2 separate regions of the Rattus norvegicus genome follow, and region 1 is linked to region 2. Evidence: chromatin contacts called from public Hi-C data. All regions are on one chromosome and are shown on one strand. The core of a region is the stretch at or near the end of the contact, and the rest is flanking DNA. Distances in the headings are between cores, read along the strand shown. Region 1 holds the start of Eml1 (EMAP like 1). Region 2 overlaps Cyp46a1 (cytochrome P450, family 46, subfamily a, polypeptide 1).

Region 1 (5,067 bases), core at 947-3,446, 65 kb before region 2:
CCCGCTGGGACCTAGCCCCGGTGATGTAAATCTCTACTTTAAAAGTCAAGGACCCCCTTCCTGATGCCCCTAAGGAAACACTCAAGTTTCATTCAGTTCTTTTTGAGACGGCATCTCTGTGACCTGCTGCTTCAACTGAATCATGGTCGCAGTTAACCGAGTGGGATTCATTTATATTTTCACTTCATGCAAACCTACTGACTAACTTCACGCCAGCACATCTGTTGCCTAAGACACCCCTGGATAACAGCCATTTCTATCCCCCAAAGCCTCTTTGGTTTTAAACTTTCATCACGAAGGTAACTCCAAAAACTACATACTGCAGAGCTAACTCTTCAAGGGAAACAAATTCAACAGTTGTTGGTGTGGTCTTAAAGCACCATTATTGTTCTGTCTTAGAGCTATTTTTCCCCCAGTTGTCACCTCCCCAGCATAAAAGAGCTGGTTTTCAGCTTCCTTTCCGAATCTTCACTACCAGCCAAATATCATACCAGCAGCCCTAAGCCGGCAGCCGATAGAAGGCAAGAGTCCAAAATGAAACAACTTACAAATGAAACAATTTTATAGCCGAACTACCAAAGAAGCTGGGTGCCCCACCCTGAAGAGCTGCCCCAATAAAGTTCCTGTGCCCATTTTCATACTCCAACTGTCAATAATATGCCCACATACGGGGTATGCAAAGGCTTTGTGCCTGGCTAACGTTCCTTTTTGTGCGCCTCACGCCTGTCCCAGTCAACACAATGAGAATCCACCAGAACCACGCTAAAGGCTGTACCTGCCCGGGACTGCAAAAGTAGCTGTTTAGACGTGATTGATTATCAGTCAATTAAGGAAACTATTCAAAGTGCTAATTGAAGAATCTGTTCAACCTGCCCCGGAGCAGAAACATTCCCATGAGTCTATACTATTAAGTACCCCAGTGGCCGGTGGGAAACCAAACACAATCTATCTGCCCCACATGAAAACCGTAAGTATATATAGTCATTAAAAGAAAAAGGCAAATTCCACCAGACAAAGGGAAACAGGGTACCGAGTGAATCAGCACATTCGTCCCTCTGAATGCTCAGAGATAGCCAGCCCTCTTTTGCAAACAGGTGGTACCAAGCAAGAAACATTTCCCTAGAATTACAACTGCAATGTAAATTTTCTCCAGTCGTTCAAGGGTCTGGAATTGAAATTTATCCTGGCTGCACTCGAGCAAATTCTGCAAAAGCCACACTTCACCCCTTAACGAACTTCTGCCAAGGCAATAACTCCCAATATGAAAAAAAAAAGTGTGGTAAACTTTTGTGCATGAATTATCGTACATCACGCTCTGATAAAATATGCAGAGCGCGATGGAAAAAAATCTTTCCCAACCCTGCTAGAGAGACTATAAAATCTTTACAGCACGTATGATTCTATATATTTTTAAGATGCCATATTGGTAGCAATGGTTGTCTCCTCCCTGTAAAAACTGCCACACACATATACCCGGAGAAAGAGAAAAAAAATCTATGATGCCATAAACAAAATAAATAAGGTCTAACACTTTTAAGCCAGGTCCACCCGCTCCGGAGCACATTTAACCGTGATGATTCCATCCAAGTGACCCCAAAAGGATTCTGGAGGTCCATCTGCAGCCAGCCCTGCCTGCATCCTGAAAAGGTTTTTGTTTTTGTTTTTGTTTTTGTTTTGTTTTTTTGTTCCGGCAGTGATTTGTTTGCTGAGTTCTGCATCCAGCACTGTCCAAACAGATGTGAGTTTGGAAGCGAAAGAGCAACACGTCCCCGGAACGACGAGGTTGCCCGGGCCTCCCGGCTCCGGGGCTCCCGGGCTCCCGCGCGCGCTTTCCGCCGCTGCATCCGCTGGGGCTCTGAGAACCACAGATCCGCCCTCGCCGGGAGCCCGGGATGGGTATCGGGGAGCCCGGGAGCCCGCAGCCCGGGAGAAGCGCGGCCCCGCGGCCCCAGCACAATGCGCCGGCGGGAACCGGAGCCACTTGGCGCGGCCTCGCCCGCGGCCCGGCCTGGCCCTCGCCGCTCGGTCCCCGTGCCCCCGTCCGCCCGCCCATGCTCACCGTTGCAGAACTGCAGCAGCGAGGACGTGTCGTACAGGCTGCTATAGCTGGAGAAGCCGTCCTCCATGCTGAGGCCGGGCCGCGCCCGCTCCGGCCGCGCTCACCCACACACTGCGCCCTGCCGAGCCGCCGCGGCGCTGGCGCTGGGGCCGGCCCTGCTGTGGCTGCCGCCGGTCACCATGGCAACCCGGGCCCGCCGCCGCCGCCGCTGCCGCCGCCGCCGCCGAGAACGAGCAACCGGCGCCCGCGCTGCCCGCGAGGGGGCGGCCTCGGTGGCATGGCCCGGAGGAGACGTGGCGGGCGGGGCACAGAGCTGGGCGCGTCTGGGTCCCGCCTGGGTCCCCGCCCTGGTCCCCTCCCTGGTCCTTGCTCCTAAGGTCTACAGCCAGAATGCTCCGGGTTGGGGGTGGGGGTGGGGAGGAAAGGGAGAGAAGCCAAGGAACGCTTACAGCCCTTTCCCGGACCCTGGGGACCCTCTTGCCCACCCTTTGTCCTCCACGCGCTGTGCCCCCGGCACCCCGAACAGCTGCTGCACTAAACTTGGAACACAGTGGTGCTTGCCACCGTCATAGCGCCTCCCACCGGACCACTTCCAGTAAGGCTCATCCCCTGATCTGCAAGTTCTCCAGCTCAGGGCTTGTAACTCCGAGAACCCTCGAACCCCATGGGGGACTAAGGATGCAGAAAGAGGTGTACCACGTCCTCCTTCCTCTGTGACCAGCTCGTATGATGCTGTCACCTTAGACTACATTGTTAAAGACCCACAGGTCTGGGCTCACCACCAGGAAGAGAATGTCAACTTAAGAAAATTGTAAGAAACAAACCCAAGAGTCAGTAAACACACTCAGCCTAGATACATAAGTGCCAGCTAAGTTAGCGATCTGAACCTTTCTACCCATGGCTAGAAATAAAGATTCTGCCAAGTGATAAGCGAGAAAGCTGAAGAGAAAGGAAGGCTTGAGCGATGGGTGGGCTCTGTCCACTAGAGGTGAAATTCTAACTTCCAGATCTTGAATACAATTGTCACCTAATAGTCACGTGATTATAACGAAATCGAAAGTTAACCGGAAAAGTTCCAGACCTCTCTAGGACTCTGAAGTCTATTTTCTCACACTTCACTAGAGGACAAGGCTAGGGATGGGATGTGTCACTCTGGTCCTCAAAGATGTAGGCAGAAGGAAGAGAAGCTCAAGCCTCGTCCCTGTCCTAAGGAGACCACACTTAGAAAACGCGGTTATATGGTAGGAAATGTGTGATGGGTGGAGCAGGAGGGCTCCAGATGTTGTTGATTAAACTGTACCACATGGGTGAGGGAGAACCACGCTAGCAGGGAAACGAGGAAGATGAGAGAGCCTGCTGTCAGGCTAGGAGCTTTGGCCTGACCTGACTGGGGGGCTCGTGTTGCAGACATATGGGGAATGAGATTGGGCTGAGGGAAAGGGTCCAGACAAGAAGCCTGGAAGGGAAAAACAAGACAGGCTCTGCAGACCGAAGGGCAAAAGGAAGTCTTCAGGCATCGGTGGATGGGTGGGTTAGAGGGCTGAGGTCGGCTGTGACCTGGACCGCCAGAATCAGGACTTGTCAAACAACCCAATGTGCCTTCAGTGCTCCAGAGATGGGGCACCAAGAAGCCCAGATGATCACAGGGAGGAAGACTGGAGGATGGGCTATAGGGAGATTACTGTAGGACAGGCCCAGATGGATGAGGAAGGTCGAGCCAGGACAGCAAATCTTCCATTAGATCGCTATGGCAGTTGTAGGAGACCCTGGCAAAGCGATCACTGGGTGAGCCTTCTAAAGCAACAAGTAGAAAGTTAGCTAGGTGTTGGTACCAAAGCGGTGGGGAGGCAGAGAGGGGAGTGCGGAAAGAACAGACAGGAAGCCAGCAGCTCCGAAGAGGAAATAGCCTCAGGAAGCTGCCGGCACAGAGCTTCCAGGAGGTTGGCACTGTCCTCCCTTCTCTATAGAGCAGCATCTACAAAGGACCAGGCTAGAGAAAACCCCACGTACATGGTGAGGACAGATGCCTCCAGGTGGCCCTGCAGCATTGTGGAGAGAGAACGTTGGTGGGAGACAGGTCCCCAGATGCCCCCGGTAAAGACTGCGCGTGGTCCATGGGCAGGAAAGGAAATGAGACCAAGGATGGTTGGCGGATGGTTGGTCAAGAGTCCTCACTGTCCCCAACCTGGCACACGCAGCTCCTCTGCCATCTGTAAGGGAGGGAGTTTCCCAAGGGAGAGATTTAATACTCACTCTAAGCCCTCTGACTTCTCATTTCCCCAGCTCCCCTCCCAACCTTTATGCTCTCTCCTCGCTGCTTTGCGGAAATACTTGCGGACAAGCTGGATAGCGTCACTAGAAAGCTGAGACGTGGGTCTGGGAAGATGGCCTGGTGAAGAAAGTTACCCAAGCATAAGGCCCTGAGCTGGAATGCTCAGTCAGGGCCATATCAAACTAGGTGTGGTAGTTCCCACTGTCAGTCCTGACATTCCCACAGTAAGACGGGAGACAGACATGGGGGGGAAAATGTGAGAGTTAATGGGCCAGCTAGCCTGGCATGTTCAGTGCTGAACAACAAAAAGAAACTATAGCTCAGCCTTCAATCCCGGCACTCGGGAGGCAGAGGCCAGCGAATCTCTGAGTTCAAGGCTGGGATACTCTACAGAGCAAGTTCTAGGACAGCCAGGGCTATACAGAGAAACCCTGTCTCAAAAAGCCAAAATAAACAAAACAATGAAAGAAAGAAAAAAAGAAAGAGAGAGAGGGAGGGAGGGAGGGAAGAAAAAATGAAGGGAAAGAAAGAAGAAAAAAGACTCTCAAAGAAGGTGAAACCGGGAACTGACCCAAGGCTGTCCTCCAATCTCCATAGCACACCACTACCTGAAAAGAGCACGCCCAGTTCACTGTTAAGCAGAGCAGGAGAGGCAGAGCACTCCCAGTTTCACTGCTAAGCAGAGCAAGAGATTTTCTTACAGGATATTGTTTCCACGGGAGTGAAATTACAACTA
Region 2 (4,752 bases), core at 163-2,662:
AGTCTCCTCTTTGCCTATAAGATGCATGTGACAGATGGACTCTTAAGCGAGTCACTCCAGCTCCCAAGCAGACAGAGGGGCTATCTCTGTAGGAGCCATGCTGGGAATTCTCGCTGTCAGAGGTAAGGTGTGGGTTCCCATCCTCCAAGGCTACCTCTACTAATGCCCTGCCTGGGGTCTCTCACACAGAGACAGGTCCTTGCCCTGGTCCCAGGACCAGCAGAGGTCTTGGCCACAGACACTACTCTTGGGCTAACCCCAGCCATGGACTGAGGAGGGAGTAAAAGCAGAGATGGGTCCTCAGACTCCCACCCACCCCATCCCACCCAGATTAGACCCTGGAACCTGGCTAGCCACTTGGGAGGACATAATGCTCCTGTTGCAGCTCTCCCTGACTCTGACCCATGCCCAGCTCTCTTGCAACAGCTAGGACCTGAACACAGCAAGATGGGCGCTTCCAAGTGGTCAGCATTCCGTGGAATCCTCAATCTCTTTTTGGGCTCCACCCTTGAAGGATCGGAACCCACACCTTACCCCTGACAGCGAGAATTCCCAGCATGCCTCCTGCAGAGGCAACCGCTCTGTCTGCTTGGGAGTTGGAGTGACCCACAATTAAAGGGTCTCAAGTCTGGGAGAAGGAAGGATATAAACCGGCTACCCAAGGCCATGAATACTGGAAGCTTCCTGCCAGGGGAGAGTGAAGATTCAGACCTCATGTCCTCCCCACATTCTTGTGTCCAAGTTTACAAGGAAGGACATTGTCAGAAAAGGTCACCATTGCCTCGAGGCAGGCAGTGAGACAGCAATCCTCCAGAGTCCGTGGGGAGGGCATCACAGGTAGTATGAGATAGCCTGGACCCAGCCTTCTCTGCTTCGTGCATTTCTGACCAGCAATTCCCATCTGTGGTCTGTGGTCCACCTGGCTCTGGATATAAGGTTTTCCCCTTCCTAGCATCCCACAGTTCAGGTCAATCTCTAGGAAAGGTATCAAAGACCGAGGGTCAGGTTGATGGCCAGCAAGAGCCTGAGGTGCTGTCTCCAAAACCCAGGCACCCAGCAGGGTGTGGAAGGTGCAGGGTATCCCGGCACAGTGGGTGAGCAGGCCGTTCCAGAGCTGCTCCAGGGTGGCCCCATGTGGTTCCTCTGGGGACTGCAGGTCTTTCCTAAGCTTGCCTTTCCCTACAAGGAGCAAGCAATAAAGACGTTAATAACGGCGGGCAGGAAGGGATTCCCGGGCACTGTGCCACGCTCCACCCCACTCATGATCACACCTAACCGCTCCACCGGCCCAGAGGAGTGAGTCCTGTTATCTGCCCTCCCTTTTGAATGAGGAAACTGAACTTCAAGCTGCAAAGCCGGTGATAGCTGAGGTCAGGATTTGACTTCTGCTGGACTGAGAGCCCCGCCCCTTGCAGGGAGTGGTTCAGGAGGTCTAGGCAGGGCACCAACCCCTCCAGGAGCTGGCCAAGGGTCCTCCTGTCCTCTCTCTCCATCCTTTAGGTTCCAGCCCAGAGCTCTGACTCGGGCCTGCAGTGAGAGGCCACCAGGTACGAAGGTCCATGAGTGAGTCCTGATTCCATCGTGACCGTGACTTTTCCATTTCCTGTCCCCTGAGAGGATTTGAGGCAGGGAGGAAGTGAAGACTCAGCCATTACCAGTCCAAGCCAGAGAATGCTAACATGGGCAATTGAACATTTCTGAAAAGAGCCACTCCTCCAGAGGCCAGGTTGTGCCCTTACAGCGCAGAAGCACAATGACCCTCCGTCCTTCTGGGTGGGTGTGGAGAGGGAGCTCTCCTGTGGGGTCAGGCCCAGCCATGACAGAAAGTGGGGCTGTCGTGAATAGGACAGATGGCTTCAGAGGTGCCTTAGGGGGTCAGAGCAGGGCAGAGCTCAGGACAACATGAGAGACAGTATCCTAGGGCTGCTAGGGGCACTGACAAGTCAAGGGTGGCTCTGCCTGTAAAACGCAGGCCAAGCCTGGCTAGTGCACCAGAGAGAGACAGGAGGGAGTACAACAGGAACCAGGCCTGCAGCTCCAGAGGCATCCCCAAGCTCCTGCCCAGAAGCTGTGACCAAAGTACTTGTACAAGACAGCCGGGCTGGGGCAGGAACAGGTCAGGAACCCGGGCACATGCTCCCCTGTTCCCAGCTGCACCTCAGGCCCCAGCTGTACAGAGCAGATCACCTCCTTCCCTGAGCTTTGACTTCATCCATTCCTTAGGAAGTTTCGAGACTGCTCAAGACCCAGGGAGATAACGTATACTGACGGTCTTCACAGCTCTACACCTCCCCTGGTGCGGAGAAGCAGCCAGGCTGAGGAAGAGAAGTTTGTTTTTGACTCAGGCTCCCATTGGGGAAGGAGGAGCTGGGACCATGCCTCCTGGACTGGCCCCAGAGCACATGGCTCCCAGGGCTCCCTCTACTTTAGGGTCTGATATTCCCCTGACCCCAGAGCCACCAATGCCTCCTCTGACTAGGTCATTATGTGCAACACAGTGCCCACAGGTGAGGGCGGGTGTGAGGCAGTTAACACACACACACACACACACACACACACACACACCCCTCTCACATCTCAATTCCAGGACCCCTCCTGCTACCTGAGGCACACAGCACCCTGCCCTACCAGTATAGGAAACTGGTTTCTGCTACAGCCTGTCTGGCTTCTCTCGGACCCTCTGAAGGACGCAGCTTCTAGAGCTTTACCAGACCCCAGGGATCAACCTCGTCATCCCACCCTGCACCCAGGAGAAAGGGAAGGGTTGTGGCCTGGGCGGCCGTACGTTCATGCAGTCAACACACATTTATTGGGCATCGACTCTGTTCCAAACCCTAGTTTGCAGCAGGGGCCTCAGAGGCAAGGTGCACACAGACCCTGCCCTGTGGTGCTCACAGCCTGGCAGGGCAGCTGGTCACATGAGCAGACATTCACAATACAGTGTGGTCAGTGTGTTAGAGGTAGGAGCACAGAGGAAAGACCTTGGCCTGGCCGTGGGTAGCAAGGAGGGCTTCCTGGGGGATGTGTCACTTGAAGAGATTAGGGAGTGAGCAGGAGTTAGGGAGTCTCTTTTGAGGGTGTGGCCAGTGCAGAAGTTCAGAGGTTTGGGAGAGATGAGGATGGTGGCGGTGGTAGCTGGGGGTCAGGCAGGGCCCACCAGAAAGAGCTGAAAAGCCAGCAGATGACAGGAAGCACGAGGGTGTGAAGCAGGCGAGGGGACAGGGCCTGCCAGGAGCCATCGTGGAAGGTGGCAGAAGGGTCAGGGGCGCCAGTGGGTGGCCATGGGCAGCAATGGGGGCCAATGAGGCCCTGGTCCGAGGAGTCTGACCCTACCCAGGGCTCAGCAGGGTGGGGGTGGGGGTGCAGGCTGCCAGCCCCGGGGCCTCAGGGTGCACAGCACAGGGTCCAGTGGCTTGAGCGTAGCCTGCTCTTGCAGCCCAAAGCGCTGCCCAGGTACCAGCCGGAATTCGAGCCTCTGAAGCAGCTTGGCCATAACGACTTTCACCTCCATCTGTAGGGGAGGGACATGGAGGGAAGGAGAGAGAGGGGGAAGGGGGAAGCAGTGAAGACAGGAAGGAGGATAGGAAAGGGAGAACACAGAGAGCCAGTGGAGAAGCACAGACGCAGATTCTCCTTTCTTTTCTCCTGTCTGGCACACTCAGCCCCAGCCCCCAATTCCCCGCCCCCCCCAGGCCACCAGCCTGGTCCCACCCTGCAGTTATTTCTTGGGGGCCCCAGGCAACACGCCCCTACCTGAGCAAACTGCTGCCCGATGCAGGACCGGTGGCCCAGGGAAAAGGGGAAGTAGGTAAACCTCGGCCTGCAGGAGAGAGGCCCTTCAGGGTCAGCACAAAGAGCAGGGTGTCCCACCACTGTCCCTTCCCCCACATGACCAGCTTAGGCCCAGGAGCAGAGCCATCCTCAGGAAACTGCTGAGCTCTGCCCCTCAGACACCTGTGTCAGTTAGTGTTGATCATCAACCTGGCAGGATCTGGAAGCTGGGAGGAGGCATGCTGGGAGACCATTATCCGGGTCACGTTATTGGGTGGGAAGCCCCGCCCACTGGGCGTGGCCCGATTTTTGGGCAGGGCATCCTGGGCTATAAGATGGAGAGGCCAGGTAAGAGCTGGCACAGCCATGCCCTGTCCTCTCTGCCCTCCGCTTCTGTGACTTCAGTAGTGACGGACTGCATCCTTAAACTGTGAGCTAAGCCAAGCCCTTTCCCCCTGACAAAGTCAACACTGTCAGAGTATTTATCCCAGCAAAAGAAAAGGACCCTGAGAGCAAGTGAGCTGTGAGGGCAGCCACAGCCCCCTCCCGGGGCTCTGGAGGGGCTGTGGGTGCAGGTAAGGCAGTCCAGAGGCCTCCGTGATGATGCTTCACCCACAGACCCACCCCATCACAGCAGCTCAAGGAAGGACTTACTTGGGCGCTCCAGGGCCGAAGCGGTCAGGGTTGAAAGTCAGTGGATCCTCAAAGTAGGTGTCCATCCTCCCCATGACATAGGTGCTGAACTGCGCCAGGCAAAGGAGCTGGTGTCTCTGGTTCCCAGGCTGTTCCCCTTGTACCTCCCAACCCATTTCAGCCCCCGGGGGTGATGTGGAACACAGCACCTTTCTACTTATTTAGACAGGTGTGACATTCCACATACACCCCCAAACCCTCAAAGAGGAAGAGAGAGGACACTAAGATATGTCCACTGCCCTCAGGGTGTCCTGTGCCATGCCATCCCCTGCCTGGCACAGCCCTGTA

Evidence for each region. Hi-C and Micro-C count contacts between places; a contact is called where the count stands out from the background.
Region 1: a contact with region 2 is called in a Hi-C map of Schwann cells, with 11 times the contacts expected there. The contact joins the promoter of Eml1 here to the enhancer-like site in region 2. A contact is called at or near these places in 8 of 12 Hi-C or Micro-C datasets (the A7r5 cell line, the Rat2 cell line, Schwann cells and 5 more).

The regions. Positions count from the first base shown.
Region 1 is chr6:133,103,063-133,108,129 of GRCr8, reverse strand. Eml1 (EMAP like 1) reads right to left here and starts at 2,196. Exons shown (of 22, transcript NM_001399711.1): 1 at 2,060-2,196. The coding sequence starts at 2,126. It overlaps LOC134479476 (a long non-coding RNA gene), which reads left to right and starts at 2,471. Exons shown (of 2, transcript XR_010052838.1): 1 at 2,471-3,300; 2 at 4,343-5,067.
Region 2 is chr6:133,037,206-133,041,957 of GRCr8, reverse strand. It overlaps Cyp46a1 (cytochrome P450, family 46, subfamily a, polypeptide 1), which reads right to left. Exons shown (of 15, transcript NM_001399701.1): 13 at 4,426-4,514; 14 at 3,754-3,820; 15 at 2,791-3,511. The coding sequence ends at 3,341. Among named protein-coding and RNA genes, the nearest start is that of Cyp46a1, 28 kb to the right of the region's middle. Within about 2 kb of position 1,412, at least 37 of the 93 cell types and tissues checked have an H3K27ac peak or open chromatin away from gene starts, as enhancers often do. A contact at or near this core is called in Schwann cells, where this site is marked.